Regions from separate parts of the Mus musculus genome. Here all the other regions are linked to region 2. A link is a contact called in public HiChIP or PLAC-seq and promoter capture Hi-C data. All regions are on one chromosome and are shown on one strand. The core of a region is the stretch at or near the end of the contact, and the rest is flanking DNA. Distances in the headings are between cores, read along the strand shown. Region 1 overlaps Znrf2 (zinc and ring finger 2). Region 2 holds the start of Plekha8 (pleckstrin homology domain containing, family A (phosphoinositide binding specific) member 8). Region 3 holds the start of Prr15 (proline rich 15).

Region 1 (4,244 bases), core at 1,501-4,000, 260 kb before region 2:
GTGAGTTCCAGGACAGCCAGGGCTACACAGAGAAACCCTGTCTCAAAAAGCCAAAAACAAAAACAAAAACAAACAAACAAAAAAAGATTGTCACCAAAAGCTTCATTAAGTGTTGTGTTTCTATATTAATCTTTCTTAAAATATTCCTTCTCCACAGTAAATTTAGTCATTCCCACTTTTGTGTTTTTCCTGGACTTCAATAATACTTCAAATATCACAGCAGAGCAAGGGAGAGTATTTTCTACATATTTATCAGCCTCTTAGCTTAGAGGTCTAATAAAACTTAATTAAAGCCCAAAAGTATTTAGACTAAAGGTCCCTGGTTCAATCCCAGGTTTTGGCACCAGATGAATGAAAACAGTAAAATATAAAAAGAAAAGGACATGATTGCTCCTAGGTATAGAAGAGACAGTTTATTGTAGATAAAAGGGAGAGCATGGCCGGAGGCAGACACCTGGGGAGAATGCAGAGTGGTCAAGACCCTGAGCCCTGTGAGGAGAGAAGTGCAAAGTAGCAAGTAGGGGAGCCAGTTGCGGCATCCAGGAGGCCAAAGGTACAAAGAGGGAGGGCAACCAGAATGTCTGCATTACAGAAGGAAGAGTCTCAGGGGAGAGATCTGCCAGCCCTGAGCTGCACAGTTCAGCGTAATGAGTTGAGGGTAGTGGGCATTGTATGCCTGCTGCAACGGGACTGTTGGCTGGGAGAACCGGGAGGCCAGGTCCTTTTTGATATGTTAAGTAGGCATCTCAGGTGTTTGTCCCTGGTTTGAGACCTAACATCTGGGTACAAATACTAGTTGCACTACAAACTATAACGATGACAATGTTGATAACGGTAGGTACACAATGGCATCCTGATGACGATTAAAGAGAATATAAAGCCTAAAGCACAGGATTCAACAAACAGTGGCTGTTCTTTTCTTCTAGAAACCAACCAATGACAAGTAAAAGAAGACTGATGCTCAGCCCTAGCCTTGTGAATATTTTAACAGGACAGGTAACGGAGAGATTTCCCCTCCTCCAAACGAGGGCAAAAATCACCCTTACCATCAGTCAGAAGCTTCTGCAGAATGGCAGGGAAGCTAAGTACTCAGGCCCCATTCTAACAGTTTGTGCTGCCAGGAGTCAACCCCCAGTGCCTCCAGGGGGGAAAAAAAAAGGCAAGCCTTATCAGTGAAGTAAAGTCCTGATCTCCATTCCTCGTGAGATTTACATATCAATGCATTATTCTACAAAAGCAGTAAGTTATGCAGATGCAATGTGATTAGCCATGGGAGGTCCTAGCTCCTGCAGGCAAAGAAGGGGAGGTTATCTTCTCCAAACCAGAGTCCAGGCAGGGGGTGAGGGGGATGGGGGGGGGGCGGGGGGAAGGTAGCCAGGTTCAACACTAGGCTGGCTATGTGGATGGCACTGATCCAAGCTCGCAGGTTCTTGTATTTTAACCTTTATGTTTTAATTGACTAATAATTACTATAAGGAAATAATAGATAGGCTTACTCTAAGTATATATGAGCTGAACAAATTAATGAGACAAATGTGTTTACAAGACATTTTATAAAGTAATCTCCATTGGCTATACCAGGCAATACGGACCTCCAAATATGGCAGCTGTCCTCTCTTCAATAGTGCAAAGTATAAAGGGAATGAATATAGGTCCAACTGGAAAGAAATCCAAAGTAGCAGAACTGAGCTCTGCTTCTGGCTTGCTGCATCTTGGCTCCTGTTATGCACGATCATTACTGTACACACATGCCATCTGTCTTTGGACTTGACTTTTCATATTATTTCCCATTATTACCTTAATACAAATTTAGTGAAACCATTTCATTCTTTTCCTCCAAGAGAACAACTATGTCACCTGTTTTTGCTCAAGTAAATATACTTTGTTTTCAGGTATTTGTTAAAAACCTATTTCCATCTCTTCAAGTTCAAATCAAGTTTTATCATGTAATCTCTTCAGATCTTAAGCCCGAAACAACCTCCCTTAGCCTGTGAAGAGCCCAGAGTAATTCCACCCTCCTCTTACTGCATGCAAGCCTTCAAGCAGGTCTTTTCAATTGCAGTAAAACCACCGGGTCTGCAGGAGCCCCATAAAGGCTAAGATAAGACCAAGGCCTTAAAATAGCCTTGAGCAACATCCTGCTATCTGCCACACCCTGCGCTCCAGAACTAACCCTCATATGAATTCCTTTATTATCCCCTGAACATCTGCTTCAAAAGGAGACTGCTTATGCCCTTTCAAGGTCATTGTGTCAGCCCCTGAGCCTGACCATATCCCTAACTGGTTAGCAGCATTTTCCCGTAAAGTTGCTTTTAATTTACTACTTTGGTGATCCTTTCCTCATTATCTGTGCATCGTCCTAGGAACTGATGCGGTTAATTACAATATGAAATTCTATTTAGTCTCCTGTTTTGTTTGTAAAGTACAGTTTAAAACAGATACCGTAGAGCAGACCAAGATTGTTTAATTCATATATGCTAGGTGTTTAGCAGCCCTCTAACCTGTCAGAAATCTGCTAAATATGCCACTTAATATGTTTAAACTTACTGTGACAGAGACTCCCAAGTCCTAAGAGTGATTCCCCCAAACCTCCAAGAAGAGAAGGACACACAATACCAGAGGACACCACCTGGAGTGTGGTGCGCTAACCACTGGGCATAAATGTGCCAATGCTTTACCTGCTGCCAGGGCCTGGTTTAAACTGTGAACAGAGGACACTGGAGAACAACTGCCACGTGTTGCTTAAGACAAGGTGAGGGGATCTCTACCAAGTTCCTCCTCCACAGGAAGGCCTCTCAGATGTGTGGGGCCTGGTAGCTGAAGACTGATCCTTTGTTGGAGCTGTGTCCCCAACAAAGCCATTGATATCACAGGAACCTAGTGGGGTAATGGGTAAGTCTGTCATTTTAAATGACACAAAGGCCAATTACAGTACAATTTATCCTTCTACCTGCCAGTGGGTTTATGCTTCAAAAGAAGACTGCTTTTGCCCTTTCAAGGTTGTTGTGTCAGCTCCTAGCCTGACCAACACTCTAAACCAGTTAGAAGCACCCCCCCATCCCACCCCCCCCCCCCTGCAGTGAACGAAGTTGCTTTTGGTTTACTTCAGACTTTGGGGGGTCCTTTCCTCATTACCTGCTCACCCGTGAGCCCAACAGCCTCCATATTCACTCTATGTGACATCACTGCTGCTATGTACATCTTCTCTCTCAAGTGTGATACCCTCTGTGAGGCAGAAGTTATACATCCTTATATATTCTGTGTATATATTCTATTCCCAATTCCTCTCCCACCTAGACCTACAGACAACACTGAATACCTAAACCACCTTAGCTTCAATTCTACAGAGGGAATAGCAGCAAAATTAAGAAGCAGAACAAAGAACTCTAATTATGGCTAATCATAATCACAAGCAGTCAAGTCCTAAACCGCTCATGATTTTCCAAATTTATTTATAAAGAAAAACTGTTTCAAACATACTAAAATTAACCACTTTCTGTAAGCAAACAAGTTTTATAATACACAGCTAAAGTTCTGAAGTCTAACCTGAGAAGACAGCCATTTCAGCTGCTAGGGAGACCTATTAAATGGTAGGCATGTATAGGATTAACTGCTAGGAAAAAATTCTCCTAGAAATACAAGATAAACAACCTCCTAAGCCAGGACAAGACACAGATCGCCTACCCTGACTTTCTAATAAGAATAACTTCAGCTCAAGAGGTCAATGGAGAAAACAGCAAATGAAATCCCCAGCACTGAACCCTACTTCTATTAAGAGCAAAATATGTGAAATGAAAGCACCAGACCAGGGAAGAGCACAATGTAGCAAAATACATTCCAAAACAAGGTTGCTTGCTACATTGTAACCTTGTTCAACAAGTGCTTTATAGTCTAAAGACAAGATTCTCTAATGAATCATCCAAAGTAATCCTGAAGGAACATACATAACTCATGTCAACAGAGATCACTGCATAGCAGAGATTCTTGGAAATGTATTTCACATGGGTCCAAGTTTTAAGCCCATTAAGGAAAGTCAATGTTTTCTATTGTCTGCCTGTGTCTGATAAGTCTTTGTTCATTTTTTTCCGGTAGTCTTTACAAAATCATTACTTTTGAAGATAATGGAAACAGGAAATGAATGAAGCAAGGTTTAGGTGACCTATTTTGTGTAGTCCAAAAGTCATTAATACTACTTTGGACACAAAGTAATAAGCATTCAAATATCTGAGTGAAAGGTCATCCAA
Region 2 (4,195 bases), core at 997-3,496:
TTTCTTTAATGGTATGATCCTTAGCGGGCCCCACTCCCAAGAGTCTCTGAGCATCATTAGCTGCAGGAGATGGAGGAGAAAGAGGAGGAGCAGGAGGACGACTTCAAGGTGAGTAGGGAGTGAGGGTGGAAAGGGTGGCTATGGGAAGAGGGATGAACATGAGCAAAAGGAGCTGTGCGACATTCTCAGAGAACTCGGAAAATATTATTCTAAAGGCAAAGGCTTTCCATCTAAGTTCATCATTCACTCTCCGACAGCAAAGGAGAGCAGAGGGAACCCATGTGATCTTCCTAAGCTAGTGCCATTCTCTTCCAAAGTAAGGCCGTGTTGAATGAAAGCCAATGTGCCAACCGACCCTCAATTTTAAGCAGAGTAGTCTATCCAGAAAAGTAGTCAGCGGTGTGACAGCCTTCAGCCTTCATGGAACAGTGAGTGACACACAAGCCAAAGGAAAAGCAGCGAAGGCTCCAATGCCTTTAGGGCTTTGCCCAGAAGCCACTCAACAGTACTGTCCGTTCTTACTTAGGGAAGAAAAGAGTTGACTCTTACCATCAAACAGATGGCAGGGGCATCACAGAAGATAGATCCACAGAGACAGCTAGAAAAATGTTGGTGCAATGAAGGATACAGAAGACTGTGGGGAGAGGGCATTTTACTACCAAAAGTTTCCACACAGAAAGGGGAGGGAAAGGAAGACGGAAATGATTAAGGTGGGGCAGGAGAAGAAAGTGATTTGTGTGTGTCCGGGCTAGGGTTCAGAGGAGGACAGTAAAGGGTGAAGTTGACTCAAGGGTTTACAATTAAGATACACACCTACTTCTCAGCATTTAGGACAGCATTGGGAGAATGGCACCGTCAAGCCTTCTCTTAAACAACATGCTAATCGGCTTCCAGTATTCAAGGACCTGCAGGCCAGCTTTGAGTTCTTCCTGTATAACCTAATCTCTCTGCTGACATCAGTGGAGATCCTTGAAGTGAAGGCCAGGTCTTAAGGAAAACCTTCTCATCAGACCCTCGGGTAGAGATTTTAAAAAAAATGAATTAACTGTGCTAACTACTATACTACTTGGAGATTCCAGGTACATGCTGACAGGTGTACTTCTGCCTGTACTGGGCTGTGACTTCCTCAAAGTTACTCTGCCAGATCTTCACAAGCCATACACACCTGTCCTTACTACAGAACTGCCCCACCAAAGGATGGGGAAACCCTAGCTCTAGTTGGTAAGATTTCTAGTTTCTGCATCCCCACTGACACGTTAAATGTTAACCCATTTTCCCTAACAAAAAAGTTTAACTTTAAAACGCACCCAGCACTGTTCATATAGCATAGTACTTATAAAATACTGGCTGCTTGGATGAAAATAATGTTCGTTGAGAATCATCTTCAAAGCTGAGGAATAGTTCTAACTTCTGGATAGTTGGAAAGTGCTTCCAAGAGCTAGAAAGGGGGCAGGGTGCTATTTTAAGCCATTGTGCTGGGCAAGACAAGGACACCGTTGTTAATATCTGCATTCATTTTTATGACAGAGTTCTGAAACAAAAGAAATGTTCGGAGAGAAAAGGCCGATCGCCAGCGTACACTTCAGGGCTTAGGGCTGCGGTGCTAGAGTTCCACTACCTCGGTCGGCAGGGGGATGACCCTGAAGGTGCCTAGGGAGATCGACTGCGTGGAGACTCTGGAATCCAGGGGTTGGTGGCACTCGGCACCCTGCAGCTGGGCTGCGCGGCCCAAGCGAGGCCGCCCCCCACCCAATTCGCGAGATTGAGGTGGACCCCGCAGCGGACCCAGGCTGCCGGCTTCACCCGGTACCCAACTCTCCATCCGGGCCGCGAGCCGGCGGAGGGTGCCGCCTGGCGCACCGCACCCACGGAAGCCGGCACTCACCGCTCAGGTAGTTGGTCCACTTGTACAGCACGCCCTCCATGGCACCCGCGGGCCCCTCGTCGCCCCGGCCCGCCGCGGGGACGCCGGGCCGGCCTCACATCCTGGGCCCGGGGGCGGGGTCACCGCGACAGCCTGGGAGCACCAGCTCCGGGTCCCGGGGGCTGCGCCTGCGCCTGGCGCAGTCGGTGTGGACGCCGCAGAGCGGCCGCCAGAGAGAGGCGAGGGAGGCGCGGGAGGCGCGGCCCCTGTGGCGGCGGTCGCGGGCGCCTTCCTGCGGCCACTGAGCCCACAGCGCCCGCCCCGGCGCGCTCGCGCATGCTCACTGCGCTGTGCGCACGCTACCAAATCCACGCCAGGGTTTGGCCACTGCGCGGAGGGGCTGACCGGTGGGCGGGGCTCCGATGCGCACGCGGGTGGCAGGTCACCCATGGGGGTCTAGGCTCCAGGGATCCAGCTTTTAATGACAAGTTTGTCAGTGGAGGAGGATGCGGGCTGAGACCCGGAATCCTCGGATGAGGCTAGTCTGTAGTTTCCGGATGCACTTCTGTGTAAGGCGCTGTTCAAACTGCCGGCCTCTTGACTGGAAGCTTGGTCTCTGGACCGCAGACATTGACTTCACCTGGGCTTCTGTTAAAAAAAAAAAAAAAATCTCTCGGGGGTTCCAGACCTTTTGGATTAAAAATCGGCACTTTTACAAGCTCTCCAAGGGGAATTTCTAAGTACATGAAAGTATGAAAATGCACTGTTGTCAGGATTTTTATCCAAGAAAAGTGTCTATCACAGGTTAGATGGAAGGTGAATGTTGAGAAGAAGCACAACACAACCAAATGTTAGTGTTATAGAAATATGCTCTCAAGGGCTAAAGTGCAGGCATTTTTTCCCTTAGTGTAAGGTTGACAGGTTTAATAAATAATATATCACTTAGTTGGTTATTTGCCTGACTGCACACCTCAATGCCCTGTTTTTGTTGTTGTTTTGTTTGTGTTTTGTTGTTGTTTTAATCTCTTTTGGTGATTTCTAGTTTCTTCTCAGATTGCAGCAATGGACTACATCTGAAATGAGGGCAGCCGTTTAGAACTTTAAGCTGTATAATTGTTAAAACAAGTGCTCTCTCTCTCTCTCTCTCTCTCTCTCTCTCTCTCTCCGTCCTTAAGTATTATCTACTCACCACCAAGGTCACATAAGTGACGAATTATTAGCAGTCACTCATTGACAGCGATGTTTGTAGAATGAAATCAAGCCAAGTCTTAAGGTGGAGTGCCAATTCTTTTCGGCCAAGTGAACTTAAGCAGGGCACTAACTTCTAACCTAATTTTTTTTTTAAACTAGCTTCTCTCCGGGCTAGTTTTTTGCAACTTGATGCAGGCTAGAGTAATTTGGAACGAGGATCTCCGAACCATAAGATTTACCTGTAGGCAAGTCTCTACTGCTTTTTCTTAAATACTGATTGATGTGGAAGGGTCCAGTTCACTGAGAGTGGTGCCACCCTTGGTCAGGTGATCCTAGGTGCTATTAAAAAAAAAAAAAAAAAGCAGGCTGAGCAAGCCAGTAAGCAGCACTCCTCTATGGCCTCTCTACATCAGCTCTTGCTTCCTGATTACTGTTTTGAGTTCCTACCCTGCCTTCCCTGGATAATGGACTATGATATAGAAGTGTAATAGGTAAAAATCCTTTCCTCCCCAACTTGCTATTAGTCATGATGCTTTAACCCAAGAATGGAAACCCTAAGACACTGTCTAAATGGGGGGGGGGGGGGGAGTGGGTGGGTGGGAATAGCCACGTTAAGTTAGTGAGGATCTTGCACCAGAGTGTGCTTTGCGAACCTTAAAGCATCCTAGTAGGTCCTTAGAGTTTCTGTTCTAAATTAGTAACCATAGTTCTGAGCCTTTATTTGTGGCATCTTGAAGAAGGCTGCTTCTCAGTGTCTGGTCTTTCCAAAAACCCGAGTGTCACCTGGCTCCAGACTCCGCAGCTGGAATACTTCACTGAAACAACCCTTCCCCCATCTCCCACCCCCGAGGATGTTAGCCTGGATCCAGCTGCCTTCCCGAGGTGGGAGAATTTCCTAATCAGCGGGCTCTAGGACTGTTCCGAAGGGGCACATCCGAGCCCAGGGCCCAACAGCACACAGAACCACTACATTTTTTTCGGCGCCATTGGCTGGGAGGCGCCTGAGGGACAGCAGCGCCAGCCAGTGGAAGGACGCCTTTCCCTAGAAGCTGCCTTATTAGAACCAATCATGTTTGGATGGGGCTTTAACTCTTTATTGTGAGTTCGCTGTCTGTGTGAAAATTGTTAGAAAAAGTGCCA
Region 3 (4,828 bases), core at 500-2,999, 270 kb after region 2:
GTGGGTTAGACTATTTCTGGGTTGGCAGTCTTGGGTTCTATAAGAAAGCAGGCTGAAATCCAGGCAGTGGTGGCACATGCCTTTAATCCCAGCAATCCGGAGGCGGGCAGAGGCAGGCAGATTTCTGAGTTCTAGGCCAGCCTGGTTTGAGTTCCAGGACAGCCAGGACTATACATAGAAACCCTGTCTCGAAAAACAAACAAACAAAGCAAAGCAAGCAAGCAGGCTGAGCAAGCCATAAGGAGCAAGCTAGTAAGCATGGCTCAAATTTCTGCAGTCTTTTTCTAGGATGAGCGGTGATGAGCGGTGTATCCAAGTGAGAAAGCGGGGAGCATAAATTCATGGTTGTGCTTACTTCAAACTGCTTCAAACCACTTCTGCCTTGTGATTTTCAGAGGCTGTCTAGACTTAACTTCCCTTGGAAACCGCCATCCCACTCTTCCTTTAACTCCCTAGAGCCAATCTCCACACTGTTGGAAGGCCGCGGGTCCCAACCCTTCTTTCATAGTTCTCTATCTCTTGAGGATTTTACTTATTGTAAACAAAGTCTTCTGGTACTTTTCTTTGCTGGTTGCCTTTCCATCCTCCAAAGGAGAGCGCCCAACCAGGAACTCCAGAAAACCATTGAATAACGGAGCCCAGACGCTCCTGATAGTGCAAGCCAGACTCTTGGCACACTTCCTGTGAGCGTGCTACTGGACACGGCCACCACGAGTGGGCAGGGCTCGCGCGCGCCGCCCATTTCTAGGTTTCAGCTCCGCCGCTTCGCAGCCCACGCACCGCGGCGCTCCTGGGATTCGCCAGTGCGCAGGAGGGAAACTTGTGCGGCCGTTTGTTGTTGCAGGTTCTCCCGGAACTGCCTGGTAGAGGAAGTCTCTGCGCCTACGGGGAGGCGCCATCTCCTCCCTGGGGATGTCCTGAGGACTCACTCGGACTGGGGCTTGAAAACCGTAAAAGCAGAACCAGCTCAAAGTTCTTTCCCTAAGAAAGGCGCCCACACCCTTAGGCACCGTCAACGTTGGGGTCTACAAACGTCTTACTCCCTATTCTGCAGATCGGAAAAACACCGCACCCCAAGGCATTTATTAATGGTGGTGGGCAGCCACCCAACACTTTCTTTTCCACAGTGACCAACTTGGTGTGTACGGAAAGGCTTTGTGAGAATTGCGCAAGGAAAAGATGGCAAATAATGCAAAAGTAGGCAGATCACTGTTCTGGGGGGGGCCTCTCCTCTGGCAGCAGGAGGAGGGGCACTGCAAAGCGCTAGACAGCATTCTCCAGGGACTTCGTAGCGCCAGGGCCTGCCTTGTGAGACGCAGAGGGACTCTGGTTCACTCACCTGTAGGGGCTTTCAGGGCCACTGCGGCGCCGCGCTGCGCCGCGCGGGCTGTCTAGAACACGGAGGGGGCGTCTCCGGGTGCCTGAAGCTTAGTCGCGGTGTCCCTTATCGCTGACTAGGAGAGATGCAGGAATCGTTGTTGCTGATCTCGCCCAACACCCCTGACACTCGCACACTGTCGGAACAACCTGGGGTTGGCAGCACGGTCCGCTCAGGTGGCAGGGACTGTCAGATCCTCCGCCCCAGGGTGAGTCTGGTCAGCCTTTCCCGGTGGGAGTCTCACATTCTAGGGCGCGTCCTTTCTTCCCGTTCACTCTGCTCTCTGGCCTCAGCTAGACAGGACCTGGGCTACTGACTCCGGCGCACTACCCTTCCTGAGCGTCCGTAGGAACGCGCTGAGACATCTGCCCACTTGCTGGTGGTTGGCCAAAGGCCTGAAGACACCAGAACTGAGGAGGAGGGGAGGGTCAGGGTGGGACAGGAGGCGGCCGCCAGGCTACAGGTGCAGGTAGGCGTCCCCGCCCTTCTGGGGACCAGATTGGACGAGGTTGCAAACGTGGTTCCAGCCCTGCGGACTCTGATTGGAGAAAAAGCTGTGCTGCGCCGCCTCCCTGCTCGCGTTCCGTTCTTGCGCTGAGGTTTGAGTCCCAAGGCTTTCAAATTTTCTAACTCGGAGAGCTGATTCAAACTCTGTCATTGTTTGGGAGTTTCAAGCGCCCTTACCTAAAAGACTAAGAGTTGAGAACCATGTCGTTGCTGTCATCGGGCGCTATCCTAGTACTATAACTCACTTGGGTCAACTCACTTGGGTTAACTCACTTGCTCATCAGACCGCCCCAGGCCTGGGCACTATGGCTCCTAACAGACCTGCAAAGGAACCATGGCTTTGCGGAGGTTAAACAGTTGTCCAGGATTGCATGCTGAAGGGCAATCTCGAAGTAACGGGGTTGGAAGTTTGATTCCAGCTTATCAGCTTGTTAGTCTTGGGTTCTTACCATAACTAAGTGCCTATGCTACAAAGCATCTTTCGCGTTTGGGCGACCGCGCATCGACACCCATCCAAGCATATTACTCCAGCCCAGAGCCACTGAGAGGGTGAACCAATGGGCCCCAGCACCGTGCAAGGTGCTTTAGCTCGGTGGTTATTTGTCAAAAACGGTATTAGAGGAGACATTTCTCTAACTAAGGCGAAGTTACGACTTGAAAGAGATTTTGGGGGTCTCTAGGCTTGCAGACATGCAAGTAGGACCCTTTCTTTGCCTCTAAGGTAGGCAGTCCAGGCAATTTGTCTGCTTTGAGCACTTTCTGCGGGACAAGCCTGGTGAGAGACAGATCACCAACCAACTCTGATCTCTTGCAATAAGGATTTGATAAGCAGGCAGGAATTTTATAGAGACTTTCAATACAGTAGGGAAGAGGAAAATACAAGGACTTGGTTGGTGTCTTAGTTTGGATTCAATTAAAAAATGAAAGATGAACATACACTGTGTATTTGGAAATGATTTGTTTCTAACCAGAGATTAGAGAACTCCCCTCCCCCTTCCTCCCTCTGCCCCTTTCTCTCTCCTCCCCCTTTCCCCTCCTTCTCTGCCCCCCTTCCTCCTTCCTTCCTTTCTTTATTGGTGGAATTTCACTATGTAACTAAGACTGGATTCAAACTCTGGCATACCACCAAAACTGACTCTTGAGGTTAGTTTTAAAGTGGGGACACTGAACCATAACACTGGTACTTGATAAAGACTAGTTGCCAGCTTTAAAGGAAGCTTTCCGGAGGCAGATGTCATATGATGAGAAAAGCTTGTCTGGGGAGTCGCCACCACCACCGTTTATGGAGCTGGGACATGCCCTTGTCAAGCACATTGTTGAAAGAATGAAGACACCAGGAAAAGGACACTAGCTTGCTGAATGGCTTTTCATCTAGTGTGGTTTTCACAAAGCCACAAGCATTTTCTCAATAAACAAATCCTTCATCTCTCAATAAGATAGCTCCTCAAATACATTCAGCAATGTCAAATGTCTCTGTTATGCCTCCTGGGTTGAGTGGAAGCACCTTATAAATGAGAGAACCACTAGATGGGGGTGAATATATCCATAGAAAGGTGAAGTGTGTGTGTGTGTGTGTGTGTGTGTGTGTGTGTGTGTGTGTGTGTGTGTGTGTGTAATGAATAGAGTCATGAAAAGCAGGGTAAACAGCAGCTAAGAGAGCCTCAAGGTGTGAAGGATGCTGGGCTTCTCAAGGCTCAAAGGGCAGGTGGGTGATGTAAGCACAGAGTGTGGCTGGGCAGACCTGGGAGGTGACACTGGGCAGCTGAGTAGGACACAGACTTTCAATGGCAGCTGGGACTGGGGCCAATGCAGAGTCTTAACAGTTGCTTTCTTGGCAAAATAAATGATCACCCACTTAAGGAATGAGTTTCTAGAACTGGGTGCTAGGAACTAAGGTCTTGGAGACCTTGCAGAATCTTGGAGTTTAGCGCTGACATTTTTGCTCAGCAAACCTGAAATTTCTGGAGGCGCTGGGAAACTGATCATGTCACTACATCTCTCCAGTAGGGGTGGGCTTTGGAAGGAATCTGAACAAATGCTTAAGGAATACAGCCGATCATACCAGAGAAACCAACGTACCCTGCACTCATCCTAGAGAACTGTGGTGTGTCTTGGCTTTGTTCTTCTTACTCTTGCTGACCTCACGTTCATATCTCCTGTTCTTGTCCTTTCCTTCTTTGTTAGCTCCATGCCTTTCTCCTTTTCTTCTCCATCTCTATGGTCACCCCTGCCCTTTGACAGTTAGACATGCCTTTTCCTTCACAGCCTCCAACTCTGTCACTCTGAACATGCTGTTGTGCTCTCTTTGGGTTTGCGTCAGTGTTGGATTCATTTAACCCTTTAAAGCAAGCTTTACAACCAGGCATTTCATCTCCCTGCCAAGTTACTGGGTTATCTTTAAATGTTCCTTTCTTAAGGTCTTTCTAAATAGTTGATCTAAGCAAGGCCAGCTTTTGTACAGAGTCTGCTCTCGATCTCTCTCCAGGTTAGTCCCGCACCAAGCCTTTGAGCCGGCCCACTCCTCTCTCCTTTCCCCCATGCGTCCTGCCATCAGGTCACAGGTTTGAAACTCGTAGTTTCTCTGTTCTCCCCTTTTCACAAAGCAATTTCATGGAGAATGCTGGTGATAGGAACAGGCTAGGGCTTCTTCTGGCTGGTCTGCAGGGCAGGGGTAGTGGGGTCTGTGCTGGATCTTTCTTCTAGCAACAGATCTCTTTGGCTCACCTTCTTGATTTTCTTTTCACGTTGCTGAAGATGGAACCCTGGGGCTTGAGCATGCTAGGCACACAGGACCTCTCTCTACTCACTAGCCTGCCTTCCTTCTTGTTGAAACCAACCAACTATCTTTCTTGTCATCCTGGTTCTCAGATGAAACCAACTCCTCTCTCTCTCTCTCTCTCTCTCTCTCTCTCTCATATATATATATATATATATATATATATA

The links. Promoter capture Hi-C pulls out the DNA fragments that hold promoters and counts their contacts. HiChIP or PLAC-seq counts read pairs in DNA pulled down with a chosen protein or histone mark.
Region 1: an H3K4me3 HiChIP or PLAC-seq map of embryonic stem cells shows a contact between it and region 2, with 12 read pairs. The contact joins the enhancer-like site here to the promoter of Plekha8 in region 2. A contact is called at or near these places in 6 of 39 promoter capture datasets (3T3-L1-derived adipocytes, the C10 cell line, the HPC-7 cell line and 3 more), 8 of 115 datasets of contacts at active chromatin or transcription factors (bone marrow-derived macrophages, embryonic fibroblasts, embryonic stem cells and 4 more) and 2 of 9 other capture datasets (adipose tissue and pancreatic islet).
Region 3: a contact with region 2 is called in a promoter capture Hi-C map of stem cell-derived epiblast-like cells, with 3 times the contacts expected there. The contact joins the promoter of Prr15 here to the promoter of Plekha8 in region 2. A contact is called at or near these places in 8 of 39 promoter capture datasets (the C10 cell line, cranial neural crest, embryonic stem cells and 4 more), 1 of 484 Hi-C or Micro-C datasets (embryonic stem cells) and 2 of 115 datasets of contacts at active chromatin or transcription factors (embryonic stem cells and pancreatic cancer cells).

What each region holds. Positions count from the first base shown.
Region 1 is chr6:54,849,842-54,854,085 of GRCm38.p6, reverse strand. All of the region lies in intron 1 of Znrf2 (zinc and ring finger 2), which reads right to left. Among named protein-coding and RNA genes, the nearest start is that of Znrf2, 35 kb to the right of the region's middle. Within about 2 kb of position 2,750, at least 64 of the 459 cell types and tissues checked have an H3K27ac peak or open chromatin away from gene starts, as enhancers often do. A contact at or near this core is called in embryonic stem cells and memory CD8 T cells, where this site is marked.
Region 2 is chr6:54,593,162-54,597,356 of GRCm38.p6, reverse strand. Plekha8 (pleckstrin homology domain containing, family A (phosphoinositide binding specific) member 8) reads right to left here and starts at 2,246. Exons shown (of 14, transcript NM_001164361.1): 1 at 1,886-2,246. The coding sequence starts at 1,925. It overlaps Fkbp14 (FK506 binding protein 14), which reads left to right and starts at 4,183. Exons shown (of 4, transcript NM_153573.2): 1 at 4,183-4,195.
Region 3 is chr6:54,323,822-54,328,649 of GRCm38.p6, reverse strand. Prr15 (proline rich 15) reads right to left here and starts at 1,749. Exons shown (of 2, transcript NM_030024.3): 1 at 1,340-1,749. The region is part of intron 4 of 9130019P16Rik (RIKEN cDNA 9130019P16 gene); the gene reads left to right.